Linked DNA regions of Anas platyrhynchos: region 2 is linked to region 1. The links are chromatin contacts, called in public Hi-C maps. All regions are on one chromosome and are shown on one strand. Each heading gives the region's core, a stretch centred on a gene start, on an enhancer-like site or on the middle of the called end of the contact. The rest is flanking DNA. Distances are from core to core; before and after follow the strand shown.

Evidence for each region. A called contact is a pair of places that touch in the nucleus more often than the background predicts.
Region 2: a contact with region 1 is called in a Hi-C map of subcutaneous adipose tissue, with 3 times the contacts expected there. The contact joins the promoter of LOC140001958 here to the enhancer-like site in region 1. A contact is called at or near these places in 4 of 8 Hi-C or Micro-C datasets (liver, skeletal muscle and subcutaneous adipose tissue).

What each region holds. Positions count from the first base shown.
Region 1 is chr2:89,786,455-89,791,569 of IASCAAS_PekinDuck_T2T, forward strand. It overlaps LOC140001957 (a long non-coding RNA gene), which reads left to right. Exons shown (of 3, transcript XR_011807797.1): 3 at 1-4,711. Among named protein-coding and RNA genes, the nearest start is that of LY86, 46 kb to the left of the region's middle. Within about 2 kb of position 1,922, at least 6 of the 8 cell types and tissues checked have an H3K27ac peak or open chromatin away from gene starts, as enhancers often do. A contact at or near this core is called in subcutaneous adipose tissue, where this site is marked.
Region 2 is chr2:89,999,553-90,004,667 of IASCAAS_PekinDuck_T2T, forward strand. LOC140001958 reads right to left here and starts at 2,761. Exons shown (of 2, transcript XM_072035030.1): 1 at 2,436-2,761. The coding sequence starts at 2,459. The region is part of intron 10 of RREB1 (ras responsive element binding protein 1); the gene reads left to right.

The DNA.
Region 1 (5,115 bases), core at 672-3,171:
TACAAAAGTGTGACCTAGAAAACCTCACACATGGCTCAGTGTTGCACTGACCTGTAATGGCAGCTTACAAAAAAGCAACTCGCCTAACAGAGCAGTTTTTCACCCAGTGCATGCCCAAACCTGATCCAAGCACATCCCATAGTGCCTTGGCTACCAGATGTGGATTGCTATTAAACCAACTGCTGCCTACATTAGTCAGGAACATTGCTTACTAAGTATGTTCAGACTTCAGGTTGTCTTGCACCCAGCTATTATCTGATCTTAAAAAGCTACCCAGCATTCCCCTGCCGTTGAAGGCAATGCAGATGGCTCCGCATCAGGATTGCAGCTTTCTGCAGATCGGGTTGATCCGCAGCACATCACTCTCAGTTCGGGCAGTGGGAGAGGAGATGGAGAACACGAAAAAGCATCTAAAACACAGACAGCTAAGCACATGACTTCTATACCAGTTCAATTTCCTTGGGACTTTCCCAGCATTTTTACCCCAACTGTTTGCAATAGCGAAAAAAATGTTGAGATTCAAGATTTCTTTTTCTGGCCCAGGCATCTTAATAGCTCTTCAGCCTGGCTGCAAAACTACATAAACAAGGATGAAATTCTGGCCCATGCAAATCATGGCAAAACTCCCACTGATCTGAATGAAGCCAGACTTTCACCCCCACCTTCCACAATGTACAAACCCAGATTTAAAATACATTTTAAAAATAGTGCTCTAAAACTGTTCTTTCCAGAGCTAGATAGAAGAGGGAACATCAAAGGGTGCAGCCTTGCTGTTTTCATTAAACTCTCACCAAGTTTGGCTAACTACGATGAAACAACAACGGTCGTGATCCCGCATTCTCATTGAGATCGTTATCAAAATTAGCAAAAGCAGTTAAGTCAAAAGAGTGAGAAAACTGTGAATGAAGTTCAGCTCCAGCTGCTGGAACTTTCCTCCAGTACTGCTTGTTTGTCTGCCTAACTGCAATTCATCTTTCATTTTCCCCTGTCACTTATGGCCTCCAGTCCTCAGTAGGATGCTAGATTCCTTGGCAAAGAGATGCAGGCTGTGTCGGTACCATTCTTCATGCTCCGCTGATCATTAACTCATCTGCAAAATTCCTTCCAGATATCTTACTTCTTCCTTTCTGCTGCTGCAATACAGCAGTGTACCTCCAGACAGTCTTTAAGATTTTCTTTTCGTGGAGAAAACCATAGGAACTTCACAACACGTGATGAGCACCAAGCTTTCCAGAGAGCCCATGCTGTTTGAGGAAATGCTCTTGAGGGAGCAGCAGGCTGTACCTTGCCCATAGATAAGCAGCAGCAAGCAGTTCAGCAGTGAACCGCATGGTCTCCACTCAGTAAGAAACGTAATCCCTCTAAGTCAACAAGGCAGGCAGGGCACCGATAGCTTTCTCAGAAAAGAACAGACATTATTACACCTCTGGTAATAAACTAGCAGAAGTTGACAGTACATGTCTCTGGTACCACAGTAAAGCCTTTCACAAATACAGCCGTCTGCATTCTCTCCAAGTGTTTGGTAAATCCAGTGTCTCCCTGACAATGTTCGGGAGGTCTCTTGTGGTCTGCAGAAAGCTGATGGAGTTCAATGGACGCACTGTTGTTTTCTTTCTTTGTTCATCCTCTGAACAGTTAAAGAAATTAGGAAAGGCAAGTACTTTCCTAATAGGATTTAAGCAGGATGTGGCAGAAGCAAGTGGTGCTAAGGAAGGGTTTTGAGGTGAGTGAGGGGAAAAGGAAGAGACATGTTATACCACCAGGAGTGATGAAGAGATCTGTCCAGACTTTCTCTACAGAGATTTGTCCTATGCTATGAAATTGCTGGAAAAAAACTCTGAGCTAAGCTGGTTCCTTGCACTGAATGCACAAAAACCATGCTGTCACAGTGCTCATAGAGACAGTCAGCCATAAGAGGGCAGCAGGTATCTAATACAAACAGAAAAGCGTCCCTTTCTGGTACAGGATGTCCCAACAAGCTAAACTCATTGGGCAAAGCAAAAGAAGAGGTATTAAAAAAACTATATTAAATCTCCCCTTAAAGAAGCACTGTTAGCCAAGCACCTAGCCACAGGCAGTACAGCCACATACCGTCTTATGCCAGGAAGAAAAGTGTTGTAATGTCTCATCCTGAATGAGCCATCCTCCATCCTGCCCAGCTTTTATCCTGGAGATATATGAAAGAATTACATTTCTGGCAAACTTCCTGACTTAACAGCTGAATGGAAGTCCTTTGTGAAATATGCATTCCATGGCTTGCCCTCAGCCTCACGTAATGAAAATAGAGAAGGAGGGGAAAAAAGGCCCTGAAACATACAAGTCAGGACACTTGTGACTGCAGTGCGGAGCCATGAAAGCCAACCCTGCCACCTCAACGTGGCCTTCATGGCTCTGCATGACCCGGTCCTCAGGTCAACTGCCTGACCGCGGAGCAGCCATGTGCCCAAAGCCCTGCGCCGGCTCAGCGTCCTGAAAGCAAAAAGCAGCATTTTCCCTGGGGGAAAAGGTGGCTCAGCCACTCCTGCCTCTGCTGAGCCCTTCAGCAGGAGACAAAGGCTCATGCTGATGCAGGACGGGCAGCGCCTCTCCATCCTGCTGGTCTGGAGGTGAAGTCTCCTCACGCTGTGAGCATGTGACCCAGGGTGGAAATAAAACGGGACTGGCAAGCCACCAGCGACTCTGCTCCCATCACCGAGAGCAACTTAGGCTCACGTTGCCAACATTTTTAGGCAGCGAGATCTGAGGAGAAGTCAGATCCTCAATGCACAACACGATGCGAGTGATTTCAAGTGACACACACCCAGAGGGATCTTCTCGGGGCTGAATCCAGAGGCCAGCCGTGCTTTGTGCCAGGGACAAAATGTGCACAGTTTCCTGGGGACATGCCGGCTGGCCAGCCAAGGCCACACACTGCTGCCACACGATGCTGCTGGTGCTCCCCATCCCAGCCCCACCATGAGGCCAGCAGCAGGTCAGGCGGCATCTCCTTCCACAGCCCCAAATCCCGTGTCCAAAGGGAAGCCTCTCCTCCCCCAGCCAAGGAACAAAGCTGGCCACTCGCACGTAGGGTTTGCTCCCTCTCCAAGCAGGACTGAGGCTGCAACGGCTGCTTCGGACGGGCTGGTGAAAGCCCTGTGTGGAGGCAGCTCACGCCTGGCAGGCACCCAGCCATCCTCCACAGGAGGGCGCAGGAGGAGACAACATGGCCGGCTGGCGGGGCCCTGCCTGTCCCACAGCCCCTGCAGGCCCTGGTGAGGGGCTGGAGCAGATCACCCAGAGGTGTTGAGGATGCCCCAGCACCGAAAGCGTTCAAAATTGGGTTGGATGGGGCTTAGAGCAACCTGATCTGGTGGAAGATGACCCTGCCTGTAGGTGATCTCTGTGGGTCCCTTCCAGCCCAAACCATTCTGTGATCCCATGATTTATGGAGGACAAGTCCATTAGCCTGTTTGCTTTTGTGTCAGCATTGTCCTTTAACTTAAATAGCTCCTCTTCCTCCTTAGCATTAACCTCCAGGATGTATTTATAGAGAGCGATCATATCCCTCTCTCAGCCTTCATGGTGCTGGGCTGAATAAGCCAAGCTCTTTCCATGTACTTTTATAACACCAGCTCTCCAATGCCCTAATCCTCCCGCAGCCTTTCTTTGCACCTGTTCCAGTGTGAATCAATCTTTTTTGAACGTGAATGACCATAACTGCCCAGCATTGTGCAGATGGCATGTCACATTGCTTTTTACAACAGAATTAGTATTTCCCTCTCTCAAGCACAGATACTTTGCATCAGGCAGCCAGGGATTTCACTTGGCTCTTTCCTACCATGACGTGCTGGGGCGAAATATCACTTGCTCACAATGGTAATGAAGCACGAGATAAACCCAGAAGCATCATAGTTAAACAACTACAAAAATTATTTGGGAGCAATGCTGTAGACAAGATTTTTAAATGTTCAAGAGCCAGAAAAAAAAAAAAAAAATCTTTTTCTGTGACAATCTTACACTTAAAAACTGTCAAATTTAATATGGAAAAAATAATTGTGGAAGGGCTGTGTGGAAAAGGAGTGTCATGAAAACTGTTCACAGATGGTAAAATTATTCTTACAATGGTAGAGTGAAGTAAGATGTGTGCTATAAAGAGCAAATGATGGCCACTGTCCCACATGCCTTTTGCAGCACCCCTGTGTGCCTGTGTCACTGTTCCAGCATTGCTGCTGTGCTTCTTTATCTTCCAGCAGCCCTTCTGACACCCATCATGATCACTCCCAGCACTGCCATCTTTGATCCCTTCACTCGCCGGCTGGTGAAGGGAGCCAGTTTTCTCTCCGTACGTGTTAGATCCTGAACGTGTAAATACCGTTACTTATAGCAGGCTTCTTTGTGCTCCAGTTCTCTGTGGTGACCAGCTTTGGGTCTCAGCCACAGCCCAGATACATCATGCTGGAGCTCGTATCACATCTGTCCAGACAGCTCCGTTCCTTTCCGAGCCCCCCAAACACCAGATGCCTGCACTGATAAAGGAGGATGACTGTTCCACATGTTTGCAGCTGCTTTCTTTTTTAATATCCACTAGGATGTTTCAAAGGGCTGGAGAAGCCCTGCAATGTATGGACCCTGTACTGCAGCAGAGATGGGAAAGAGATGGGAAAGGAACTTCAACGAGCTTCCTTGAGACCTCCCTGCCCTAGGAAATAAAAAAAAAAAAAAAAAAAAAAAAAAAAAAGCTTAAAGGTAACGCAAGGCCACAAATCTTCAGGCCCTTCAGTTGTATCAACCCAAGCATTTCTCTTCCATTTGTTTTCAGTGCTGGATGGGTCTCATTTGTTTGCAGAAGGCGACCCTGGGGGAGTGCAAGCTGACCTGCTGAGAGGATGCCATGCAGTGGTCCATGCCCAGCCCGCCCCGCTTCTGGTCACTAGGGGCCACTCTCAGAGCTGCTGAGGAGAGGCCAGCAGCTGTGTCTTGTCACTGTCCTCCCCTCCCACCCCTGCCTGCTGCCCTGCTCGCTGGAGCTGAGCTGGGAACCAGCAGGGAGAGCTGGGAGGGAAGCATGGTCAGCTGGCAGGGAAGAGGAGCAAGGCTGGTGCTGAGTGGGGAGGGTAGGGAAGGAGGGGAGCTGAG
Region 2 (5,115 bases), core at 1,511-4,010, 210 kb after region 1:
CCGCCGGACGCCAGCGTCATCCCAGCGAATCAATACTGGATGATGGCTACGATGACCTTCCACCAAACCACCCACCCCACTGACCGCTCGGGGCAGCGGATCTAGTGGCCACTGTTGAGGCCAGTGTGCAGCGGAAATGGAGGTGACATCTGCACCAGAATCCACTAAAAATGTTATAGTGGCTACCGGTGGAAATGGATCCTTCACACCTTGAATAGCTACTCGGGCAGGCAAAGTTGGCCGAGAACCCATGTCAAAGCTAACTTGTATCAGGGGATAATTCACGCTAGAGAGTCCATCATCACTCTCGGCTATCAGAGGGAACACAGTGGGCTCAGCTGTGGCAGTCCGCTGCTGCACGGGAATCTCCACTCCTTGCTCCACTGCCCGTGAACCTGCAAGCCAAGCTTCTGTATTTACCAATCGTTTTCCGGCCCGAGACTGGACGGCGGACTTGTCCACCCCTGCTCGATGGGGGTTGGGACCCACGCTTGCGGCCGAGACGGTGGGTCCCTTTTCGTCCCGGCGTTGGCGTTTCCCGACTGCCCATCCCTTTTTCCCTCTTTCACTTCCCCTTTGCGTTGTGAGCACTCCCGAGCGCGGTGGCCAGACCGCCCACACACCCAACAACGAATACGGCTGACTTCGACCACAGGTTCCCTTTTCTCGGGACATTCACGAGCTACGTGACCACGCTGTCCGCAGCGAAAACAACCACCAGGATGTATCTGGAGGGCAAATGTCTGGAGGGCAGACGTGACTCCTGCCATCTGCTCACTGAGAGCAGCAGCAAGAGGTTGCATCTCCTGAGCCTTGCCAAACGCACAGCCACGAGCGATCAGCTCGCCCGCGCTTGCTGAAGCCGGAAGCGCTGCAAGAGCAGCTTTGAATTCAGGCTGAGCTCCTGTCCTTAAGCATTCCCTCAAAACAACATCTTGTGCTTCCGGTGGTAAATTACTGCTGGCCACAGCTGTCTGCACCCTGTCTGCAAAACGCCCAAAATGTTCCTCAGGTTTTTGCCGAATATGCAGATAACTGGGAGTCGGGCTGACTACAGCATTCATCCGCTCTAATGCCCTACGACCCAAATCGGCGGCGGCAATAAGCACAGCTTGCGGCAGCAACAATTGTTCCTGAGGAGTATTCCACCGCCCTCGTCCCAACAACGCTTCCCCAGACATGCCATGTAAAGGATCCTGGGGGTTCGCCCATGCACGCGCCATTAACACTTCACCTTCCTCTTCTAGCAAAGACTCTAACATGGGTACCTGCGCTGCCGTCAGGCAGGCTCGGGCAACCTGCCGCCAGTCAAACATCAGGGGCCCTTGCAAAGCCACCGCATCCAACAAAACCTGTGTCTGTGGGCTAGAGAACCCACCCTCCTGTACAGCCTTTTTTAACTGTAGCAGCATCTTATAGTCTACCGGCTGCCACTGATGTCCCTGAGACCCTGCGAAAACAGGAAAACACCCTATCCGCACAGGACTTGGCGTTATTTCACAACCCGAGAGAAGACATTCTCTCGCACTAATAGTCCATTTTTCTCTTGCCTTTTGCACCTCCTCGCGGATGTGCATCGGCTGCCGCGGGGTAACCTGTCGAGGATCTCGAGACTCCTCATCTGTTGAACTCTCACTATCCACTCGTTCTCTCTCTCGGGGCGTAGCACCCGACGGAACAGGAACGCGACACACGGACGATGGTAGGGGCTTCTCCGAAAAAGACTCCACCCGCACTTCCCCCCCCTCCCGCTCTCCAGGGTCAAACACGGGGGGGACTGCATACAGCGGCGGCCGGAGGGAGCCCGAAAACGCCGGCGCTTGCCCAGATGCCACCCCTGCCCCTTCTGGACTCCCAGCAGGGAACAGAATAAGGGAGCCCTTCTTATTTACCCCCCAAAAGGACCCGTCCGATGAAGTATGTACTGTGCTCCCTTCTGCTGGAGGGGCACTGGGTGTTGCTATTCCTTCACGATCCAACCGAACTCGCAGGGGGGCCACAAAAGGTTTCCCACCCTCTTCTTTCTCCTGCTCCACATTATTTTTATCCCCCAATCGAGCCTCCTCCTTCACCTGCTCTGACCCTTCCTTTAGATCGTTTTTTATCGGCAGCTCCATAGGAGCTTGCTTATTCTCACTGTCCCCATCGGACAAAAGCATACGGTGCACAGTAGCCCACAGGCATGCCTCGTTGGCTACCTTTTCCAAAGCCGCTCGCACCGACCCATAGGTTGGTAACAAAGTCAGCGCCTCTTTGTTCCCGATGCAGGCGCTATCAAATAAATCCCGTCCCACCGTTTCTAAAACGGTCTGTCTCAGGCAATGGACAGGAGACTTTGCCAGATTCCGGCGTGTCATCCAGAGCAAGAGGGACTGTACGTCCTTCTTTCGTAGTGTTATCCCTACTTCCTTGGCCAAGGATTTAACAGTACTCACCACCTCATCGACTCCAGGCCCCATGGCCACCCGCGTACCTAGCACGTACGCACTGCGCCTAACTCGCGCCGCGCCTAACTCGCGCCAACCGGTTGCATGTCGGGGTTCGTATCACGTCGGGGTCACCATATGTAGGATAACCCGACTGAAAGCCCCGGGACAAACGGACACAACGACCAGCGTTCTGTGCCGTAAGCCAATTTATTGCTGCGTGACAGTATCTTATATAGTGTTAAAACGTCCCACCCAGGAACCCAGGACCCCTCCCACTGTGCTCGCAGGCACCCCAGACCCCTCCTTTTGTGCACGCAGGCACAACCCAGAATAATCCCACAGTCAGCTTTGACTAGGGAATTTTTTTTCCCCCCACAAGAGCAGAAGAGGATAAAATTTGGTTGCGAAAGGCTGGTCTCAGAGATTACTGACCAGGTGACTCAAGAGAGAAAGGGATGGAGAAAGCAGTAAAGGGGAAAAATGAGAGAAAAAAAAATAAAACAGAAACGAAAACACAAGGAGATTTCTTACTACACGTTACAAGCACAGATAAGCACACTGTTTTCTTGTGTCAGGTCATGAGCCTCCATCCCATGTCAAAAATACGTTATTTTTTCTACCAAATCTAACAGAGGTTGCACAAACCTGGAGTTGCCATCTGCTCCCTGGGGAGAAATGGGCTTATTCCCCAGTCTGAGGAATGCTGGATCTCCCCCTAGAGCAGGCAGCTCGCCCAGGTTGTTCAGAGTGGTGAGACCGAGTTGTGTGAGTTGTACTGAGCGCTGTAGAAGAGCAAAGCGTAAAGATGGAAGAAACGTCCTGCTGCATTAGAGCAGTGGTCCATGCAGCCGTGTACTCTCTCTGATGGTATCAGTAGGATGTGCTATTTAGGGTGAGCTTGTGGGCCTGGCCACTTCCTGCAGTCTGTGCCTCTTGTGCTCTGCCAGCATCCGCAACCACTGCATTGGGGTTGCATCTGGGAGGGCACATCCCTGCCCACTCCTTTCAGTACCTGTTTATGGTCCGGCTTTCTGTCGTTCTCTCCGATTGCTTTCTGAACCTGCTGATGCTGTCTGCCTCTGACCTCACATACGTGGTGTCAAGCTCCAGAAGTTCAGTACCTGCTGTGTAAAGAAATATTTTTTTTTAAGCTGATCCCCTGCAAGCTTCAGAGAGCCTCCCTTTGTTCCAGCACTGCAGGATTCAAAGCTCTGTTGGTTGCTCTCTTTGCTGCCTTTGTGATTTGCAGACCTCAATCTTATCAGCCCCTTCTCTCTGCCAAAATTAGGGTCTTGAGCCTTTCCGGTGTCTCCTCACAGGGCACCTGCCCCATCACTTGGATCAGGTTTGCTCTGTGCCTTTTGCATCCCAGCTATGTCCTTCTTGTGGCGCTGAGACCAGAACTACATGCACAACCTGAAATGAGGGCACACCAGGCCTTTACACCTCAGCAAAGGGACACCCTTTGTCTTGCTTTCAATACCCTTGCTTGTGATACCCAGTGTTTTTTAGCTTTATTTTGGCTGCTGATGCAGGCCAAGGCAATGATCCTGGGGAACTCTGAGAGATGGCTCTGAGACCTCCTGCCTAAACATACTGCCTGTACCACCTTCAGCATCATGTAGGCATGGTTCAGATGACTTTTTCTAGATATTTTTAACTTTAAATTTGTCTGCACCAAAACTCACTTGTCATCTTTTGAGAGCTTTGCAATAAAGGAGACCACCTGTCAGATCTCACAAGGCTTTTTGTTGTGGGCAGGTGAGTGGCATTTAGAAGAAGGGGTGAGCAGACATGAAGCCACGTTGGGTGCAGCAATTCATTTTTTTTCTGTGCTGGCCAAGTGGAATTGATGCACGGAGGAAGCTTGGCAGAAGGTGGTGCACGTCCCCTCCCTGGAAAGGGCCTGCACAAAGCAGCCACCTCCAAGAGAGGCAGGGCAGCGGTGTGTCACTCTGAGTATGTTTCATGGAAGATTTGTTGAAGTAACAAATCTAAAAGCAGCAGGAAGTTTGTTCAGAAGAGCGTGCCGTCCTCACAGCCTCTCTCATCCTTTCTCTTCCTTTTGTTACGGCAGGTTGCATTGCAGTGATTCAGACGCAGTCTTTCAGGTCTCGGTGCTAGTCTGGCAGTAAAATCCGCCGTGCTGGAGGCATGTTGCGACGTGAATTGCTCCTGCCTAGCGCGAAGGACGAGGCTGTCTGGTTACCATGCTAACGGCCCGGCGCAGTTAGGGGCTGCTGGTGCAGCTCGGTATCCGGCTGTCACGTGGGCTAATCCTGCCCATGCAGACAACAGATGGTTGCAGCCTGGGAGAGGAAGACTCATGTTATAACACGATCCCCTCGCGGAACAAAAGCCTGCAGGAAGCGCTCTGCGACAATCTTAGCGGTGGGACGAAGCTGCAGCACCCTAATGGGGTCTGGTGGGAGCTTCCCTTGTAGCCAGAGGGATGCTGACGGCAAGGAAAGCCTTCCTAAAGTTGCTCCGACGAGCGCAGGGGTGACACGTAGGATGTGCAGGACGTTGGTGGAAGGTAAATGTTGTTCTTAGTGCTTGTGCAGGCGGCACTGGGCTGGTCAGAGTGGTTCGACCTGCCCCCAGCAGACAGAGCCTTGGGCCACGGTTGGATAACACAAAGCACTTCTCGTAGGTACTGGCTCGACCTGTTCCCAACTGTTCATCC